Linked DNA regions of Anser cygnoides: region 2 is linked to region 1. The links are chromatin contacts, called in public Hi-C maps. All regions are on one chromosome and are shown on one strand. The core of a region is the stretch at or near the end of the contact, and the rest is flanking DNA. Distances in the headings are between cores, read along the strand shown. Region 1 holds the start of FKBP7 (FKBP prolyl isomerase 7). Region 2 holds the start of LOC106030032 (cytochrome c, somatic-like).

Region 1 (4,194 bases), core at 375-2,874:
ATACCAGAGTAACAAGAAAGTTGATAACAACTTTGAAAAAATTCACTGATATGCTTTCTTTTTTTTTTTTTTAAAATTTGTTTCCCTCATATTCAGGCAATTCTGGGGAATTTCTGACACTATAATTTTCAAATGCAACTGGAGCAGATGCTGTCAGCTGGGCTACACACACGGAAGGAATGGTTCTGCAGTTCAGTATGTTAGAGGACTGCTGACTTTTAGTGGAAGTTAGCTGCATGTAAGTTTTCATCAAACACCACAAAGGTTCATTACCCATGACCTTTTACCTTTCACCGAATCACTTCTGGTCACAAAAATGGAAGTGAGAAATACCATTCTATTTTGAAAAGAAATTTGCACTCATTTTCATACATAGCCACATTTTTTTCCACTATGCTATCTCCCCGCATTCACTGTGAAGCAACCAAAATATCTTATCTAATAGCTATTTAATTCCAGCGCAAATATGGAATCCTTTCACTGGAAGGCCAGTATACGTGGACATGGATTTGCTCTGAAAAATACAAAACTACGTACATTTCAATTCCAAGCAAGCACACAATCCTTGCAGTGTAGGGCCTGCACTTTATAAACGCTCAGAACTGAGTTTTACACCACTCCACATTCAACACCTGAATTCACCGAATTTAAAAAACAGCACAGGCAAAGACCGAGAGGGCAAAGAAGGCACGGACACACTGCCAAAGCCGCCCAAGAGGCCTGGTGAGGCACAGTATGTGATCCGGCTCTGATCTGCTCTACAGGCACAATTACAGGATCAGAAGAGGAATCTTCTTCCCCTTGGAAGTACAGCCTGTCCACTGCTATCTCCAGGGGGAGGCGACGACTCTGTTACGACAGAGGGTGAACCAAACACCTCTGACAGCAAACGCAGGCCTTTGGTGCGCTTCTGCCCACAGCACTTCACAAAATACATTTACCCAGAATGTGTCCTCCAGAACCAAAGTTTGCTTGCATATTTCACAGGTTAGGATACAGACGCAGAGAGTCCAAAAAATTACCATCCCAAATCGGATCAAGAGAATCCAGGCTCGGTAAGCATTTAGCACCCAACATTTAAAGACCGAGCCCTGCGTGACTCCTCAGCCGCACGTGGGGACACCGGCAAGGCTAAGCGCCGCAAACATAAGATGGAGGGGAAAGATGCGACAGCCGCAACGAGCCGCACGGGGCAGCGGCCGCCCGCGGGCCGCCCGGCAGAGCCCCCGGCCCGGCTGTCAGCCCGCAGCCCCCGCCAGCCCCGGGTGCCCGGCGCCCGGCGCCCCTCACGCAGGCTCCGCCGCGCCGCAGGCCCGGCCGCCCCGAGCCGCCCCCGGCCCCGGCGCCGGCGCCTACCCGCCAGGTAGTTGGTCCACTTGTACAGGGCCCCCTCCATCGCTCACAGCCCCGCACCGCCCCGCATCCTCCTGCGCCGCCGCGGGGAAAGCGCGGCCGCCGCCGCCGCGGGGATGGGCGCTCCCCTCCCGACCTCGCTGCTCCCTGCGCGGAGGCGGAGCCGCTCGGCCCGGCCCGGCCCGGCTCGGCCCGGCTCGGTTCAGCCCAGCCCCGGCACGGCGGCGGCCCCGGCGGCGCCACCCGGCCGGCGGGGCGCTCCGCGCCTCCCATGCGCGCCCCCCCCGGCCGCTCCCCGCCGTCCCCCTCGCTTCCTGGGGCCGGCCCCGGGAGCCGGTCCGGCCCGCCCCGCCCACAGCGAGCCGGCCCCGCCGCGACAGTGCCACGCCGGCGGCCTGCGCGGAGCGAGATGGGCCGCGACATGATCCTGGTCCCCATCCTGCTCCTGCGCCTCCTCGCCATGGCCCCGTCGCGGGCCGAGGGCGTCGCGGCGGTGGCGGAGGAGGTTAAAATAGAAGTGCTGCACCTCCCCGAGAGCTGCGGCCCCAAGAGCAAGAAGGGGGACCTGCTGAACGCGCACTACGACGGCTTCCTGGCCAGCGACGGCTCCAAGTTCTACTGCAGGTGGGCGGCGGGGCCCGGTGTGCGGCGGGGCAGCTGGGGCAGCGTCTGATCCAAACCATGCTGACATCGATGCTCCAACCTCCCCCTCCCCCCCCCCCCCCCCCAGCCGTCTTTATTCTATTTTTTTTTTTCCCTAAGCTGAGCGTTGAAGGATTTCTGAAGCCAGCGCCTGGCGGTTTACTGGAAATAAGTCGTTTTGGACAAAAATGTCAGTACAGGCTTCTGCGTGGTTGGCATGGCGGCTGCCCCGCACCAGGCCGCTGTGGAGGCAGCGCGGTTGCCGGGGCTCTCCTCCTTGCACCCATCTTGCCGTTTAAGCGTACGCTTCTTCGCCTCGTCCCATCCGTCAGCAGGCTGTCTCTGCTCGTTTTGCTGAAGCCATTGTGCAAAAGCTTCGTTTTATTTTTAGTCTTAGTTTTAACAGTGCCTTGCTTTTCTTGTTGGCACATCCTCCTGAGAGTGGCAGGACTCGCTGCGCAGAGCTGCAGAGGGGAAGTCTGCCTTCTTCTGGCTCGTTGCTTGCCCATATATCACAGATCTGACAGGCATTGATGGGCCTAGTTTATTACCCAACCTTGATTCATCCCCTTACTTGTATTATTTAAGAAAAAATCAGTAGAGGATAATGGTACATTTAACTGCCATTTTACTTGCATTTTTTTCCTGTTGGAGTGGCTAATTTTGACACATTTAGTGCTGCCCTTTGACTTTTGAGCTGCTCATTCACAGCTCAGCGTAGCTCCCATAGTGGGGACACCTCCTATGAGCAGAAGCTGGCTCAGACACTGTTTTAAGTGAACAGAGCAGTGGGTGAGCACACAGCACTGTAGCCAAGCTTTCCACATTCCCCCAACACTCAGTTGTGTGCTCCATCCCATCCCATCCCATCCCATCCCATCCCATCCCACAGGGAGCTGCTGAAGTCGTTCTCACTTCACAGCAGTGAATTCCTCCCAGGTCTCCTCTCACAGACTTCCTGAAGTAACACCTTGTTTCTGGCATGCAGTATATCTCATGAGCAGGACTGAACCTTTTTAGTAAGGAGTTAGTTTTTTTACATGTTCTTTGATTTTAAAAGGAGGTTGCCATTTATACATATCGAGCTTTGATCGTAAATTGTGAGTGTGGCAGAAAAATAGTGTTAATACTTAGGATATTCTTGCACTCTAAACATTCTTGTGTTTAAATAATTTAATGCATACTTTTATCAACTGCTAATTTAAAGTCATTTAAAAAATACAAATGCTAAATTAATTGTTACCCACTCACAATTGTTTTTAATAGTCGGACGCAAAATGAAGGTCATCCAAAATGGTTCGTTCTGGGTGTTGGACAAGTCATAAAAGGGTTAGATATTGCTATGATGAATATGTGTCCTGGAGAAAAACGGAAAGTGATCATTCCTCCATCATTAGCATATGGACAGCAAGGATACGGTAAAAAAAAAGATTTTAAATACTGAACTTTGTCTTTGCTCTGTTTCACTGCTCTGAAATCAGGTTTGAATTTATGATGCTTAAGTGTGCAGTCCATTTAAAAAAAAAAAGTTCCATTAAGAGTATTATGCAGTGTCAGTACTCAGTTGTAGATAACTTAAATTCAGGCTTGGGTGTAGTAGTTTCTCTGAAAAAGTAGCTCCTGATGTGTAGTAATTATTTGGCAATGGTATTGGGTTAGAATCGCATGCACTGGTTCTCTATTTGATAAAATTCCATTCTAGCCAATGAAGTTTAGTAGGAATAATTTGTTGTCCCTTGAGCGTAATGTTTAATAAAAAAGTCTTGTAACAACAAGGAAAAACACTGACACAAAAATACATTCTTTAAATCTAATACTAGCGTTAACTGTTTGTTCTAGGTAGCACTTCAAGAAAATACTGCTTTCCTACAGCATACTTGTCCTCTATCTCAGCGTATTCCTGCATGTTGGGGAAGATGCCTGCCTAATCTTGAATTAGAAAAGATGCATGTGGCTTTCTAAACCTTTACATGTCTTTCTTTTGTTGGTATGTATATTTGTAAACTACGGGCACCGAATTCTAGTAGTGTATCTTAATTTAGTAGGTAGTATATAAACCATGACATATGTTCAGATATATTTAAAACTTCTACACATTCAAGCTTGTAAGATTAAAATCTTTTGAACTCTGAAGCCTGTCATTTTTTATACAGATATTTTAGATGAGAAGTGCAAGTAATAGTTCTGTTTGCCTTGTGC
Region 2 (3,628 bases), core at 741-3,240, 150 kb after region 1:
GGTGTTCAAGATCAGGATGGATGAGGCCCTGGGCAAAGTGATCTAGTAGGTAACATCCCTGCCCATGGCAGGGGGTCTTTAAGGTCCCTTCCAACCCAGGCCACTCTGATTCTATGTTTATTTGGGGACTATGAAAACAGTTCGAGAGATTGAAACCTACCAGCAAGTGATCTAAAAAAAAAAAAAAGTTTCAATAAAACACGTGCCTAAGATTAAAAGCTCCCTGGTTTAAGCTCCCAGCGGCGCTTCGCTCTCGCAGCCAAGCTGAGGCAGGCAGCTCGCTGCCCGCTTCCCCACGAGGGGGGCAGAGGGCGCTGGGGGCGCTGCTCCCGGCCGGCCCCCGCCCCAGGCGGCCCCAGGGGGCGGCTTCACCTCTGTACGTGGAGGCCACCGCTCCTCGAAGCCGGCAAGCCCGGGCCCGGCGGCCGAGGCCTGCCGCCCTCCTGCCGCCATGCTGAGAAGGGAGGGAAGCTGGGGGCCGCCGGGCAAGGGAAGCGGTGGCTGCTGCAGCCCCGTTCCCGGCAGGGAGGAGAAGAGGAAGAGGAGGCGCGGTACCTTGATGGGCTTGGTGTCAGGGATCAGGCTGCGGCCGTGCATCTCCTCCATGGCCCGGCAGGCCTGCGAGCTGCGGGCGAACTTAATGAAGGCGATGCCGCGGGACTCGTTGGTGCGCTTGTCCCGCAAGAGCCAGATGTTCTGGATGTCTCCGAACGGGGAGAAGCGCTCCCGGATCAGCGCCTCCCCGGTGTCCTTGCCCAGCACCACGAAGACGCGGCTGTTGGGCGGCTCGTCCAGGCACTCGGCCGACAGCCGAAAACCGCTGCTCTCCTCCATGGCGTGGCCGCCGCTGGACTCCCGGGCCGCCAGGGCTCGCTGGCTCTTCTCGGGGGCTGGCGGGGAGCGGCCGCAGCGCCCTTTTCGCCGCGGAGACAACATGTCCTCCGCCCGCCTCCCCGCGCCCACTCGGGGCCAAGGCCCCGCCGCCGGCGGGCGGAGCTCGCCCCTCCGCACCGCCCCGTACCGCCCCGGGCGGCGGGGCTGGCCTGTGGGGCGCTGCCTGCGCTGCCGCAGGGGCGGCGTCACAGCACCGCGGCGTGGTGGAGCTGGGCAGGGACCTGTGGGGGCACCGTGTCGGCCCCCCAGTCAAGCCGGGCCACCTAGGGCAGGCTGGCCACGATCGCGTCAGCTTTGGAGCATCTCCAAGGAGGGAGGAGGCTCCACAGCCTCTCCGGGCAGCCTCTGCCAGCTCTCGGCCTCTGGTGTTTGTCCCTTGTCCTGTCACGGGGCACCATAGAAAAGGGCCTGGCTCCTTCTTGGCACCTTCCTTTAAGACATATATATATGTAAGTCCCGGGGCAGCCTTCTCCAGGCTGATCAGCCCCAGCTGCTCTCAGGAGAGGTGCCCCCGTCCCATAACCATCTCTGTAGCCCTTCGCGGACCCCCTGCAGCAGCTCCATGTCTCCTGTTCCGCGGGGAGCCCTGACCTGGTGCAGCACTGCAGGTGCTCAGAGGCAGGACCACCTCCCTCGTCCTGCAGTCACACTTCTCCCAACACAGCCCAGGATCCCGTCCTTCTTCTACACAGCCAGGGCACTGGCTCACCGTCAGTTTAAGCGTCCACCAGGTCGTTTCCTACAAAGCTGCTTGGAGAGTTCACCACATCTCTAACAGCTGGGTCCGAACGCAAGCAGCTCTCCAGCAGACCACCAGGGCATCCAGCGTGTCGCGGCCGTGACCCGAGGACGCCATTTGCTGGGGGCTCCCAAGCCTGTGCCTTGCTGCACGCGGGGCCTCCGGCTGCCGCCCGCCCCCAGCCTGCTCCTGTCTGCGGCGGAGCTCGGGGGCACCTCCAGCTCGGTACCGGCCATTGAACACGCCCCGCGGTGCCCTGCCGCTGGGACTGTTGCGACAGTTGCGACATGGCACGACGCCCGCTGCCGCCCGCTCCCGCCAGAACAATTGGGAGAGGCGGCGGCCAGGGGCGGCCTGCGGCGGGACCGTTGGGCGCTGGGCGCTCCCCGGCGGCGGCACCGAGCCGGCGGCACCAGCCCCGCCGTCAGGGCGCCGAGCCCTGGGGGAGGCCTCGGCGCGGAGGCCCGGTTAGCACTGGCCAGCTGAAAGGCGACAGAGTAAGAGGGGGTCTCTGAAGGGACGCGGCCTGAGCAGAACTCTTCGGTTTACCTATTGTTTTCTGAAGTTTCAAGCTGAAAGATATTACCACTTAAAAATCTGTTTGGAGACAAATCAACGAAAACATTTTCTTCTTCATTCTTGATAAGGCACTAGAAGAAGTATGGTCCATGGGCTGTAATCGCACACTGGGCACTTCACTTTCTAATTATACATTGAATTTATTATCTTAAAAAACGATGGTACCTACATAGTAATTTAAGTAGGGAAGCACGATCCTGTGGCTGGCTGTGGCTGGTCCTGTGCTGTGCTGTTGTCCCGTCAAGGCTTCTGCCCTGCCCGGCGCGGCCTCGCTTCGCGTGACGTGGAGTTTGGACGTGGAGTTTGGATCCAGTGTAACTGCTGACCCTGGCTGATGTGGCTGATGCAATTTGCCTTTTTGTGAAGAAAAACACAGCATTTGTCCCTTTCATATCGTGATTTCTTAAGTGTCTTAAGTAGTATGTTCTATCTTCAAATTAGGGTCTTAGATTAAGAACTCAGACAAGAGTCTTCCAAGATACACGTATGTTAGGGCAGAGCGGCTGTGGCTGTCGTAGCTGGCACCTTGGCATTTTCAAAATCGTGCTGCTTTCCTGTTAGCACAAAAAACAGGATTTCCTTTTTTTTTTTTCCTGGTTATGTGAAAAACTTCTGCAAACAGGCTGTGGGATTCTGTGTTGTTTTCTCAGCTATGCCAGTTCCTGGCTGGTTCTCACTGTGTGCTGAAGCACTGCTTTATCTGCTAGTCAACCGTGCAGACTGCATGCGGGAGAAAAAAAAAAAAAAAAACACTTCATTTTTTCTAGATAATTGGTGCCTGTTCACCACCAGCGGTTCTGTCAAGTAAATTTTAGCTGTTGTTTTATGAATGGATAAGGAAAACAGCATTTGTCTGCACTTTTGCAATTCTAGTGCACAGTGTGGTTATCAGTAACCATTCTAGAAGAATGAGGAAGGGAAGGGTCTCCTGTGATAGAGACTGTGCTGGTTCTTAAATAGTTCTGTGCTTTATCTAGATCTCAGATAGCTTGTTTAGATCTCAAGTAGATTTCTAAAGAAGGTACAGATTGCTTTGGCAGAGATGGAAACGAGTAGTAAATATAGTAAATACGAGTAGTAGTTTCTCTGCCACCAGACCAATGCTGCGTATAAAGCTCAGGTTCTCTGAGCTTCTGTCCAGTACTTTTTTCAGAAAGAAACATTCACCTCAGAAGAGATTTTTTTTAAAGACTAACTTTTACTAGAATAAATATCAAAACCCTGTAGTGGTTGATGAAGACTCTTTTTGAATATATTCTCTAGACTATTAAATTTTTAAAAAGTTAGAACTGAATGGTAAAAAGTAAACCTAACATTGTTCTGTAAGTCAAACACAGTGTGAAGCACGAATATCTTCTTGGGCAAATACAAAGAATCCACAGCTCCCTTTTATATAAAATTAATCACTTTATATTA

The links. A called contact is a pair of places that touch in the nucleus more often than the background predicts.
Region 2: a contact with region 1 is called in a Hi-C map of liver, with 8 times the contacts expected there. The contact joins the promoter of LOC106030032 here to the promoter of FKBP7 in region 1. A contact is called at or near these places in 2 of 7 Hi-C or Micro-C datasets (both in liver).

The regions. Positions count from the first base shown.
Region 1 is chr6:18,127,546-18,131,739 of Taihu_goose_T2T_genome, forward strand. It overlaps FKBP7 (FKBP prolyl isomerase 7), which reads left to right and starts at 1,625. Exons shown (of 4, transcript XM_066999187.1): 1 at 1,625-1,977; 2 at 3,262-3,413. The coding sequence starts at 1,625. It overlaps PLEKHA3 (pleckstrin homology domain containing A3), which reads right to left and starts at 1,494. Exons shown (of 8, transcript XM_066999184.1): 1 at 1,357-1,494. The coding sequence starts at 1,396.
Region 2 is chr6:18,278,687-18,282,314 of Taihu_goose_T2T_genome, forward strand. It overlaps LOC106030032 (cytochrome c, somatic-like), which reads left to right and starts at 1,991. Exons shown (of 3, transcript XM_013171595.3): 1 at 1,991-2,130. RBM45 (RNA binding motif protein 45) reads right to left here and starts at 1,876. Exons shown (of 10, transcript XM_048061583.2): 1 at 556-1,876. The coding sequence starts at 936.